Linked DNA regions of Mus musculus: all the other regions are linked to region 2. Evidence: chromatin contacts called from public Hi-C and promoter capture Hi-C data. All regions are on one chromosome and are shown on one strand. Each heading gives the region's core, a stretch centred on a gene start, on an enhancer-like site or on the middle of the called end of the contact. The rest is flanking DNA. Distances are from core to core; before and after follow the strand shown. Region 1 holds the start of Urgcp (upregulator of cell proliferation). Region 2 holds the start of Ascc2 (activating signal cointegrator 1 complex subunit 2). Region 3 holds the start of Smtn (smoothelin). Region 4 holds the start of Pik3ip1 (phosphoinositide-3-kinase interacting protein 1).

The links. Promoter capture Hi-C pulls out the DNA fragments that hold promoters and counts their contacts. A called contact is a pair of places that touch in the nucleus more often than the background predicts. Capture Hi-C pulls out chosen DNA fragments and counts their contacts.
Region 1: a contact with region 2 is called in a Hi-C map of B cells, with 6 read pairs. The contact joins the promoter of Urgcp here to the promoter of Ascc2 in region 2. A contact is called at or near these places in 1 of 39 promoter capture datasets (liver) and 1 of 484 Hi-C or Micro-C datasets (B cells).
Region 3: a contact with region 2 is called in a promoter capture Hi-C map of liver, with 2.8 times the contacts expected there. The contact joins the promoter of Smtn here to the promoter of Ascc2 in region 2. A contact is called at or near these places in 2 of 39 promoter capture datasets (both in liver), 1 of 115 datasets of contacts at active chromatin or transcription factors (astrocytes) and 2 of 9 other capture datasets (adipose tissue and liver).
Region 4: a promoter capture Hi-C map of liver shows a contact between it and region 2, with 2.5 times the contacts expected there. The contact joins the promoter of Pik3ip1 here to the promoter of Ascc2 in region 2. A contact is called at or near these places in 2 of 39 promoter capture datasets (both in liver) and 1 of 115 datasets of contacts at active chromatin or transcription factors (astrocytes).

What each region holds. Positions count from the first base shown.
Region 1 is chr11:5,739,841-5,742,540 of GRCm38.p6, forward strand. It overlaps Urgcp (upregulator of cell proliferation), which reads right to left and starts at 1,336. Exons shown (of 6, transcript NM_178623.3): 1 at 1,257-1,336. The coding sequence starts at 1,270.
Region 2 is chr11:4,636,379-4,639,078 of GRCm38.p6, forward strand. It overlaps Ascc2 (activating signal cointegrator 1 complex subunit 2), which reads left to right and starts at 1,372. Exons shown (of 20, transcript NM_029291.2): 1 at 1,372-1,444.
Region 3 is chr11:3,538,032-3,540,731 of GRCm38.p6, forward strand. Smtn (smoothelin) reads right to left here and starts at 1,261. Exons shown (of 20, transcript NM_001284427.1): 1 at 1,081-1,261. It overlaps Gm11946 (a long non-coding RNA gene), which reads left to right. Exons shown (of 6, transcript XR_001780145.2): 3 at 1-1,684; 4 at 2,409-2,610.
Region 4 is chr11:3,329,368-3,332,067 of GRCm38.p6, forward strand. Pik3ip1 (phosphoinositide-3-kinase interacting protein 1) reads left to right here and starts at 1,364. Exons shown (of 6, transcript NM_178149.4): 1 at 1,364-1,637; 2 at 2,548-2,664. The coding sequence starts at 1,568. Gm12592 (predicted gene 12592) reads right to left here and starts at 1,823. Exons shown (of 2, transcript NR_165248.1): 1 at 1,547-1,823.

The DNA of each region.
Region 1 (2,700 bases), core at 86-2,585, 1.1 Mb after region 2:
GCCACAGGCTCAAACACTGCCTTACACTTTCCTATGAGGCTGGGCAAGAATGTAGAGGGACCTTGGCCCTCTGGGTCCAAAGCCTGGCCTGCCCAGGATGGATCACAGTTTATTCTCCTTATGAGCTCAAAGTACTGGATACCCAGCTGGCATTGAAAAAGGCCTGGTCTCAGAAGTGCCTGCTTGCCCTCGAGCCTAGAAAGGCATTAGGCAGGTGGAAATTGCCCATGATCTGACTGGCGCCTGCAGGCCTGGATCAAGTTCAGATTGCTTCATTCACCTTCATTCAGACCACTGTACCGAGCCAAATCACTCCCTAGCATAGTGAAGTCTGCCTTTGTGGGAGAGCTAACTTCTACATGCTTCCCCCAGAAGTCCTCCTGCACCTGTAAGTCTTCTAACTGCAATGATACACAGCGTGGGCTGCTACCAGTACTACTGGGTCTGAGACCCTCTGAATGATGGCGTACAGTCAAAAAGATGTTTACCACCTATAGCGATGACCTTGAGACCCATTTTCCTTTCTGTGACATAAAAGCATTAGTCCAATCATGTCATTTCAGATCTCATAACCAGTAAAATCAAATCAAACGGTAGTAATGAACTGTTGAGAAAATGAGAAAAAAATACAAACTATGTGTCACTATATAATTTCCTAAGAACACTATTTGGGAGAGAGAACGAGCACTAGGAAAGAGGTAATACCAGAACAAGTGTAGCCATCCCACAGAAGCACCCCCACCCCCACCCCAACACAGGCAGTCTTAGATCCCGAATCCGCTTTTTCACTCTGGACAAGGGTCCAGTCCAGCTGAGCCCCACTTGCCCTGACGTGGGACAGCCTGGGGATGTCCCCTAATGACTGTGAACCCAAGCATCAACTTCCAACGCAAGCAAGTCTAAACGCCAGAAACACACGTCAGGCCTGCTAAGCCGCTCTGCGGCCTCAGCCGAGCCCTAGGACCCCGAGTCCCCTCCCGCAGCTTCCTTGCTGCCCCTCTCCAGAACCCGTTTCTCCGGCCCTGACCGGCCGCTGTCCTGGCTGGTCCTGCCCGCGGCCCTGCCGGGAGACCCTGGCCCGGCTACGACCGCCCAAGGTCGGCGGGGGAGGCCGCGGGTCGTGGACAGGCACCTGGCGGGACAGAGTCAGCCGGGGTCCGGCCGAGGCCAAGGGGGCGCCGGGTGGTGGACACGCACAGTTCCGCCCGCCCCTCGCCCAACAGGCGCCCCCCGCACACCCGGAGCGCCTCACTCACCCCGGCGACGCCATGAGCGCAGCGGCCTGGGCGCTCCCGCCTCCTCCGCTGCTTGCGCGGCTGCCGCCGGGCGCCGGGGAGGGGCCTGTAGGCCGCCCCCGCCCGCTCCGTTAGGGCGTCGGGCGCCGTGGGCTGAGCTCAGTGGAGGGCAGGCGGGCGCCTGGGGCGAGGGAGAGGACGCCCTGGGCCCAGAGCACTACCTACGGCAGCCACCGGCCAGGCCGGCCCGCTGCCCGGAGGCTGGAACTCACCTGCGGAGCCAGACCTGCCCTGGGGCCACTGACAGCTGCCAGACTGCTGGACACCACCCTCTAGTCCCCGCATTCTGATGTTAATTTCTGTAAGAAACGCACTTTCCTCTACCTCTGGGGTGTACAGTGTTGCTGTTCTAAAGGAAAACAACATCTCTCCTGCTACTAGTTCGCAGCGGGGTGGAGTAATGTTGGCCTCTGAGCTGGTTTCCCACTTTTTTTTTAAGTGTGTATATTAAGCCTTATCTTGTATTACATAGAAATAAAAAGTTTAGAACTTGTGCAGTGGGGTTTCCCAGAATCACCTACAAGCTATGAATATTTAGGCATGTAAAATTTTGAGGCTTGGTTCCAGCCCCTGCTAAATTAGTTTCAAAGACAAATTATATCTTTTAAGAGAAAATACCTAATTTAAAGAAACAAACTCTGGACTATGCAGTGCAAACCACTGCTGGTGGCATTTTTGTGTTATCACATTAAGTTGTTTTTTCAATTTATTTTTTTCATACAGTGCATTTTCCTTTCTGTGACATAAAAGCATTAGTCCAATCATGTCATTTCAGAACTCATAACCAGTAAAATCAAATCAAACGGTAGTAATGAACTGTTGAGAAAATGAGAAAAAAAATACAAACTATGTGTCACTATAATTTCCCTTCCCAGCTCCTCCCCACCTTCCTACCTTCAAGTTCTTTTTCTTTATTTTCATTGAGACAGGTTCTCTGTTTAACACTGTCCTGCCAAGAGCTTGCTGTGTAGACCAGGATGGCCTTGAATTCATGGAGTTCCACCTGCCTGCTTTTTCTCCAGAGTGCTGAGATTAAAAGTGTGCACCACCATGCGGGGCAGGGCCCAACATTGAGATAGTATTCTCTTCACCACTAAGAATATTAAACACCGGGCTGGAGAGATGGCTCAGTGGTTGAGAGCACTGAATGCTCTTCCAGAGGTCCTGAGTTCAAATCCCAGCAACCACATGGTGGCGCCCAACCATCGGTAATGAGATCTGACGCCCTCTCCTGGAGTGTCTGAAGACAGCTACAGTGTATTTACAGATAATAAAATAAATAAATCTTAAAAAAAAAGAATATTAAACACCAAAGAGATTATAAAGCACCGAAGAGATAATTGAACAATTTGCCCATCGACCAGAACACCTAGGCTGGAAACTGGGCTCTGCCTACTTACTAGCT
Region 2 (2,700 bases), core at 122-2,621:
GTGAATTTGGAAGCAAATTCTTTTTGGACCTTCAGCTGGGACTCCAACCCTGGCTGATACCTTGATTGAAGTCTTGTGGGACACTCAGATGTAAACAGGACTTGCTAAGTCATGCCTAGATCCGTTGTTTATTTATTGTTTTTCAAAACAGAGTTTCTGTGTAACAGCCCTGGCTGTTCTGGAACTAACTTTGTAGACCAGGCTAGCCTTGAACTCACAGAGATAAGCCTGCCTCTGCCTCCCTAGTGCTGGGATTAAAGTCCTGTGCCACCACCACCCAGTCAGGTTTAGATTCTTAATCAAAGAAAATGTGGGCTGTTTTGTAATAAGCTGCAAAGTCTGTGAGAACTTTTTTCGTGGTGAAATATAACCAATTAGCACACTCCTCCCATTTCTGGTTTAGAGCCCATCTACCCACTAATTCAGCCGCTTAACATCTCTCCCATTACTTCACAACTATTTGCTTGTTTTCCTGACAATGTGAGCCCTTCCACAGTATAGCCCTGGCTGTCCTGGAACCCTCAGTCATTCCTCAGCCTCCCAAGGGCTAGAATTACAGGCTGCACCAGCAGCAGCAGCTGGCTATTACCCACTAGTTTTCTGTGATGATCCTTATCCAGCCTTGGGAGCCACTAGCTCTTCACCATCTGAGACATTTCTTTGGAAAAAATGTATCCTGTTCTTAAAATAGCTATACTCAGCCTTTCTGATTTAAACAACATGTGGTAGACACTTTTAACTCCAGCATCTGCGAGGCTGAAGCAGGAGGATAGTCATCAGTTCCAAGCTATACTGAGTTACACAGTGAGTTTTGGGTCAGCTTGCCTACAGTGTACCCGGCTAAATACATGGACAAATCTTAAGTGTACAATTTGCTAAGTCTGCCTAAGTAAACCCATCTGTCCGTCTGTGTATGTGGCCACCGCCAAGATGAAGACCTCCATTTTCATTTGTGGGATCTTCCTGTTTACTAACCTAAGAAGTAACCACCATCAAAAGCCATAACTACACATTTTTAACTGTTTTAGAGCGTTCGGTAAGTGAACTATACGAGCTCATCTGCCTTCCTCTGCTCTCTCAACGTCACATTTGTGATTTTGACTCGTTCAAACTTCTCTGGATTAAATTTGAAAACTGGTAACTGAGTAGGGTGGAAGCCTGGATTTCTGAGAGCTTCCCAAACTGGATTGCCTTAACCCAGGAGGGTGGCCACCAAGAGGGAGTGGTCAGGGTCAAATTCCTGCGCCTCCAGGGGGCGGGGTCGTCTCTGTGGGGCGTGGCCGTGGCATTCCCCACCTCCACAGTTGGCGCCGGGGGCGGGGCCAGGCAGAGCAGGTTGGCTTCCTTTCTGCGCCTACGGAATCGCAGTTTGACCCCGGAAGTGCTGGATCTGTGGAAGCTGTGGTGTTTTGCAGCTGAACATCTCGGGTGTGGAGCCGGGGAGGTAAGTACGTGCCGGGGCCCCACCGGTGGTGCTCGGGAGGAGCCAGGACCGTGCTTCGGGCGCCCTCGGCACCCTCCAGCCCACGGGCTTCGCGGCGGAGCCAGGCTTACACTGCCCCAGCCGCTGTGATTCCCCCCACTTGGAGAACCAGAGCCTGGAGTTCCGGTTCATTTTAAGGCTTGGTCCTAGAGAGACCTGGGACGATCCCCGGTCCCCACCACCTTCTCCCAAGCTTCAGTTTCCTCCATGTTCATTCATTTGTTCAGCATGTATTTGTTGATCGACAGCCACGTGCCTAGTACAGACCTAGGCGCAGAGGGTACAAAGAGCAGGACAGACGAGGCTCTGCTCTCGTGAAGCTTACAGTCTAGAGGAAGGAGACAGTTACACATTAAAGATATGACAGTGAGTAACAAGGAGAGAGACTACAGGGAGAAGACCAGAGAAGGTTTTCTGATAGAGAAACTAAAGCAACAGTAGCTCCGAGATGCTCTCTGGCATATTACAACTGTTGATTATATCACGACCCTCCACCCGTCCACCCGGAAACAGTTAACTATTGATTGGCCTCTGCTGCTTTGCCCAGCATAGACTGTAGAGTGGTGCACACCGGTCCTGGTCCTTTTAAAACTCAAAGTCTAGTGCCTGCGTACATAGTTGGGACTGAAGCATCTAGAGTCAGATGTGATGACACATACTTGTAATCTCAGCACTCAGGAGGTTGAGTCAGAAAGATTGGTTCAAAAACAGCTTAGGCTACATGAGACCCTGTCTACGATGTAACAAAATTAATTAATTAATTGATTCATATATATATATATGTATATATATATGAATGAATGCGAGGAAAGAGTGGTGTGTGATGTTGCATATAGTAGTGTATACCAGCACTCAGGACACTGAGGCAGGAGATTGCTACAGTTAAGAGCCAGTTTATATGGCAAGACCTTGTTTCCTAGTATTTGAAAACAAAATTATGTTAATGCCAAGAAAAGCACTTAGAAGAGCACTCAGTATCTAACAAACATGCTGCTCTTGTCTTATCAATATGTCTTATATTGCCAGGGCTGGGCCAGACATATTGACTTGTCAATATGTTTTATATCACCTGGTAAGAAATAGCTGGTCATATCCTCAGCTTGTCTGTGAGGACATAGTGACTTCCTCCTCCTAGCCTTGATGTATTCATGTGTGTCATATGCTCTTTTGCTGGCATGCCTTTTGAAAGGGTTCGTTGATCTCCATTGCATGGCTGG
Region 3 (2,700 bases), core at 11-2,510, 1.1 Mb before region 2:
GGAGCCAGGTGTCCCTCTCTCCCTGTCCATTCACACACTCAGAATTCACTCACAGTTCACTTTCCAACTGGAAGGGCCTTGGGAAGCTGACCCACCCAACCTCTGGACTTCAGGCAAACTGAGAGGATGGGAGATGGTCAAAGATTCATCACAGGGGGTCAGAAAAACTCAGACTCAAAGGGCAGAAAGAACCTAACACAAATCTTGGTGACTTCTGCCTTCTGAAGTCCCCTTCCAAGATGCTGCCCAAGACTCCAGGCTGTTTGTTTCTTGTTCAACCACTGACCGTCAAAATGGATTCCTAAATCTGGTGCCAGTCTCTAGCCCAAATCACTCCTTCCTGGAGTCCCCAGTGTCTCTGGAATTTGTGGTTCCATGGTCTAGCACACCTGGATGTTTTGCTAATGTGGTGACTGAAATGGCCTCTGGACCCCCCACCTCCATTGATTCATCCCGAAATCATCCACTCCCTCTCTACAACAGTCACTTGGTGTGAGTCACCCCATCCGGTGAATGGGTCTGGGGGAGTCCCAGTGCGCACTAGTTGGAGTTGGAAGGCACTGCTAGAGTCTTTACCTCCTAGTCTAGATACTCTGTCTGGGGTAACTACCCCTCCCCAGTGCCCAATCTTAAGTATTGTGGACATGCTATGCTTCTTCATGTTGGGTAAGGGTGTTGTTAGTTCCAAACCTAGGTGATACTCGGGACTGTCTGCTCAGAAATTCCTGCCACTGCTTGCCACCATTCTCATGGCTTCATGCTACAGAGTTTTCAGTCCTGGGGATTGTTAAGGCCCTGCGAGAGATGGGTCAGGATCTGGGAAAGATTCCTCGAGGTATCAGCTCCCTATAGATTAGTGTCTCTGGGGATCGAGAAGCCTCTTCCAAGTCCATAGAGTCTCTTCAAGACTCTTTCCCCAGGGTCTCAGAACTTCAACCATGTGTCTTTGGAGTTCTCGTGATTTGGCTAGGGTTCCCGGACCTGGGAGTTTCAGAATCCCTGTCCAGACATCCAGGTTTCACACCCCCTTCCCCGGACTCATCCGGACTCCTAGAGTAGACCCGAGATCCTCATACCCACCTCTCAGTCCGGCCCGCCGTTCCGGCGCAGTTTCGTGTTAGTTTGGTCGGGACCCGGTAGATGCAGTAGAGACCGGCAGACCGACGGGAGGAGCCGCAGCCCAGGAGCCCAGGCCGGTTCAGCAACGTACCCTGGACTCTGCTGCAGACGCCTGTCCCGCGGCGCCAGCCAGATGGCTGGCTCCGCCCTGCCAAGCTGTCCCAGCCAATTCTCTGTTGAGACACGCCCCTGCTCTGGTCCCATTGGGAAAATTCAATTTTTTAGGACCCGCCCCCAAAAGACTCCAGCCCCTCACTGTACAGGCATGTTGGGTATTGTAGTTTTGGGGACTGCTGTTGCGAGGTCCTAGACATCCTCGGGTGGGCTTCACCAGGATACAGGCTCTAAGCCAAAGTCCGGAATGTGCCACAAACCGGGCAAATAAGTATCTTGGGATCCTGTAAGCCCTGAGCGGTCCTGACAGCCCCTCCCTGCCCTCCTTTTTGTTCTTGAGACCACATCCTTTCTCCGGACTCCACCCACTAGGCGCCTTAGTACACAGACTGCCCAGTCAACTCAACGCTCAAAGGGCGCTTTCGGGACACCTGGTCTGTGCCACCTCAGGGTAAGGAGACTGGGTGACCAGCAGCATTTTGACAATTATTGAGTCGCCCAGGACATCTGAGATGGAGCAGGATCAATCATATCGTACCTTCCTTGCTCATATATGTAGCATGCTCTCCCAAATTCTTTAAAGTCTGCCTCTGAGACCCCCGAAGTTCTAAATAGGGAGTATGAACCTCGCAACTCAACAAATGGGGGAAACTGAAGATCCCAAGGAGACAATACAAAGAGTCAACCAGGAGACCCAAGAGCTCAGACCCTGGAGGGAAAGCTTCCCTGTCATCCTGGAGGCTGTGGAGCCGCCCTACTGGTCTTGCCTAAGAAAAAAGTAGGGTGGAGCCTGGGCAGATAAAGTCTGGAGTCCAGCTTGATAAATAAAAACTGTAAATCAAATAAAAACCATAAAAGCACCAACGTATTTCTTGTGTGTGTGTGTGTGTGTGTTGTGTGTTGTGTATCAGATTATAATATCCATAACAACTTAATGAGATTTGACTGTTCCCTTATACAGATGAGACAAAAGCCTATGGGTAATGGAGTCGAGGTTCATCCCACCTAGCAGGGATTCTAATCTCTGCTAACACTATAATGTGGAACTGAGGTAGGGCTGAGCTGGCTCCTGTAGTCTCTCAGAGAGCTCCAACTCAGATTTCTCCAAGACCAACCTTTACACACCCAAAGAGAGGACCTGTGTCCATTTAAAGTCTTTTTGTTTCCTCCCACAGCCCCAAGAGGTGGTCCTCTCACCTTATATATTGGAAAATAAGACCTAGAGAAGGAAGCCCCTTGCGGGGGAGGCAGAAGAAATGCGCCAAACCGACGAAGACGCCGGCTGTGGAGGTTTCCTAGTCTTCCCTACCTGAGTGGGAAGCCGATTGCTCCAGTGAACCGCCTGCTCGCGCTGGCTGAGATCAATGAATGGCCGAGGTGGGTGCCTGTTTCCGGGATTGTCTATTTAGCGCTGTGCGCCCTCACCCTACCGCTTGTCAGGCCCTGGCCCGTCTCCAGACTGACCTA
Region 4 (2,700 bases), core at 114-2,613, 1.3 Mb before region 2:
CCATGTGATCTGACCCTACACACACACATACCACACACATATATACACACCACATGCACACCCCCCCACCCCTCCCCAACCCCACCCCCACACGCACACACACGCACTCTTTGGGGGGCGGTGTTTATATGTGTGTTTTGCCAGCATATGTGTATGTGCATGACTGAGTATCAGAGGAGGGAGTCCATATTCTGGATCTGGACACAGATGGCCTTATGCTAAGTGCTGGGAACTGAACTAAGTGCTCCGCAAGAGCAACAAGTGCTCGTAACTAATGAGCCACCTCCCCAGTCCGGACAATGGTTTTAAAAGGCATGTCAGGTGGTTTGGGGACATGGTTCAGAGACTAGGAGTACTTGCTGCTCTTCAAGAAGAGCTGACCCGAGTTCCACTGCCTACTTCAGCTACCTCCCATGGTCGACAACTGCCTATAACCCCAGTTCTTGAGGCCCTGAAGTTTTCCTATGGCCTGAGTACAGACACAGATAAACCCACAAATAAAAATAACCCTTTTCTTCTTAAAAGACACATCAGGGTTCAATCACTTCTCATAGTTAGAATCACATTAGCTTTCCACTATGATAAAGTCTATAAAACTTACTTCATAGTGTTATTTTTTTCCTCCCTACATTGTGGCAAGATCAAAACAGAGTTTCTATTCTTGGATTTGCCCCAGTCACAAGGTAGTCTTGGCAAACCACCCTGTTCTCTCAGTTTACTGAGGCTGCTTGGGAACTTCAACTGCCAGCCAAATAGAAACTCCAAAAGCCCTAAGTTATGTGGATGTGGTTTAACTGTAGACACAAATTATTGCAACTAGATTTCCTATATACTGCTTGAGGGGAGTTGGAAGGAAGACATTTTACTTCTGGGCTGGTAAAAAGGGTGGACTTTACAATATAGCTAAAGGAATTCAATGTTTGTGTAACATGTATTTTCAGCTAATGATACCCTTTCTGTGTTCCTACTATATATGGATAACCCAAACCTCAAATGTTAGTAAAGGAATGTGACTGAACTGGCCCTAGCAAAGTACAATTTAAATATATTGCTTCCAGACAGATAATTCTTAGTTGTGCTGTCTATGTGGTCTTAAATTCTTCCTGCTTCTGCAATCAGCATCCGCTCTTACAACTGTGTAGTGCTTTTGGGGCTCCTAATCCACCCCACTCCACGATGCCTTCTGACACAGTGACTCTGTACTCACACTGGTGGAAAAGGAAGAAAAGCCCTGGGCATGCAGTTGTGCAGGTCTCACGCGGAGCTGCTGCTAAGCAAAACCTCTCTGCCACTCTCGGCTTGGCTGAGTTCCTCTCTTGGCTCAGGGTTAGTGATCTGGTAAGGTCTAGGAGGCTTAGGACCCAGGGGGCGCCTTTCAGCTGAAAAACACCTCGGCTGCAGCAAGCTAGCTGGGAAGCTCCCAGTTCTAAAGAGAGGCTGTTTACCAGAAGAGCATAACAGGGGCCGGCCAGTCTGACTGCAAGGAGACAAAACTGCTGCCAAGGAGGACCCCCCCCCCCCATTTGGACACTGGCTGTTGAGTCACCTGCGAGCCGAAGAGACGAGGATGCTGTTGGCTTGGGTACACACATTTCTTCTCAGCAACATGCTTCTGGCAGAAGCCTATGGATCTGGAGGTGAGATTACGTTTTCTCCCCCTTTCTGCAGCAACTTAAATGAAACAGATTCCCCAAACGTGGTCAGGCCGACAGGGAAGGAAGGTTTTGGCTGCTTTTCTCGTTATCCTACGAAAGCATTCTTCTCTCCTCTCTCCTTCCTTGCCAGAGGCTTGCAGCTCCATCTTTGCCATTAAGAACAAAGACAAGTAGTCACTTTCTCTTTCCCTTTCCTTTCACACGAGTGGATGGAGTGGAATTCGTCTCTTCTACTCCCCAGAGTCTTACCCTTTTAAAGTCCGTTTGCTTTGTGTGGCAGGCGCACGAACCTCCCCTCTCCAGCCTCCTCCCGTGGCTCTCTGCTGAGGGGAGTGGGAGCTTAAGAGATGAGGCAGAGACCCTCAGCTGGGGTCTCTATTGGATCTTTTGCTTCCCTGAATCAAAGGCTTTTGTGGAATTCTCTTGGGAGCTGGCGGTGTCTGTTAAACTAGCAGAAAGTGGCTGTATTCGTAGAGAAGGGAACACCAGTTTATATAACATTGACTTCTCAACACTGGGATGACTTCCATGTCTGACTGCCCAGAACCAAACTCACCATCTCCACAGAAAGACCTTAGGGAGAAAGACCTTCTTGTACCTTCAAAGTGGTCCCAAGTCCAAGAATAACAACCCTTTGCAGTTGTGCAGCGATCTTAAGCTTTTTTAAAAGGAAGGAAGGAAGGAAGGAAGGAAGGAAGGAAGGAAGGAAGGAAGGAAGGAAGGAAGGAAGGGAAGGGAAGGGAAGGGAAGGGAAGGAAGAAGAAAGCTAAATCGAGTGTTGTGTGTGGACCAAACGCCGCCAGGGGCGTGACACTCTGAGGTACACAGGGCTTTCTCCCGCGGGGCCAGAGAAACGCACTAAGAGTCTCGGGCGGGTTCCTCTTCCTCATAGGCTGCTTCTGGGACAACGGCCACCTGTACCGGGAGGACCAGCCCTCGCCCGCGCCGGGTCTCCGCTGCCTCAACTGGTTGGCCGCGCAAGGCAGCCGCGAGTCGCTCACCGAGCCCAGTGAGTGTCCGCCGGGGAGGCGGGCGGGGTTGGTGG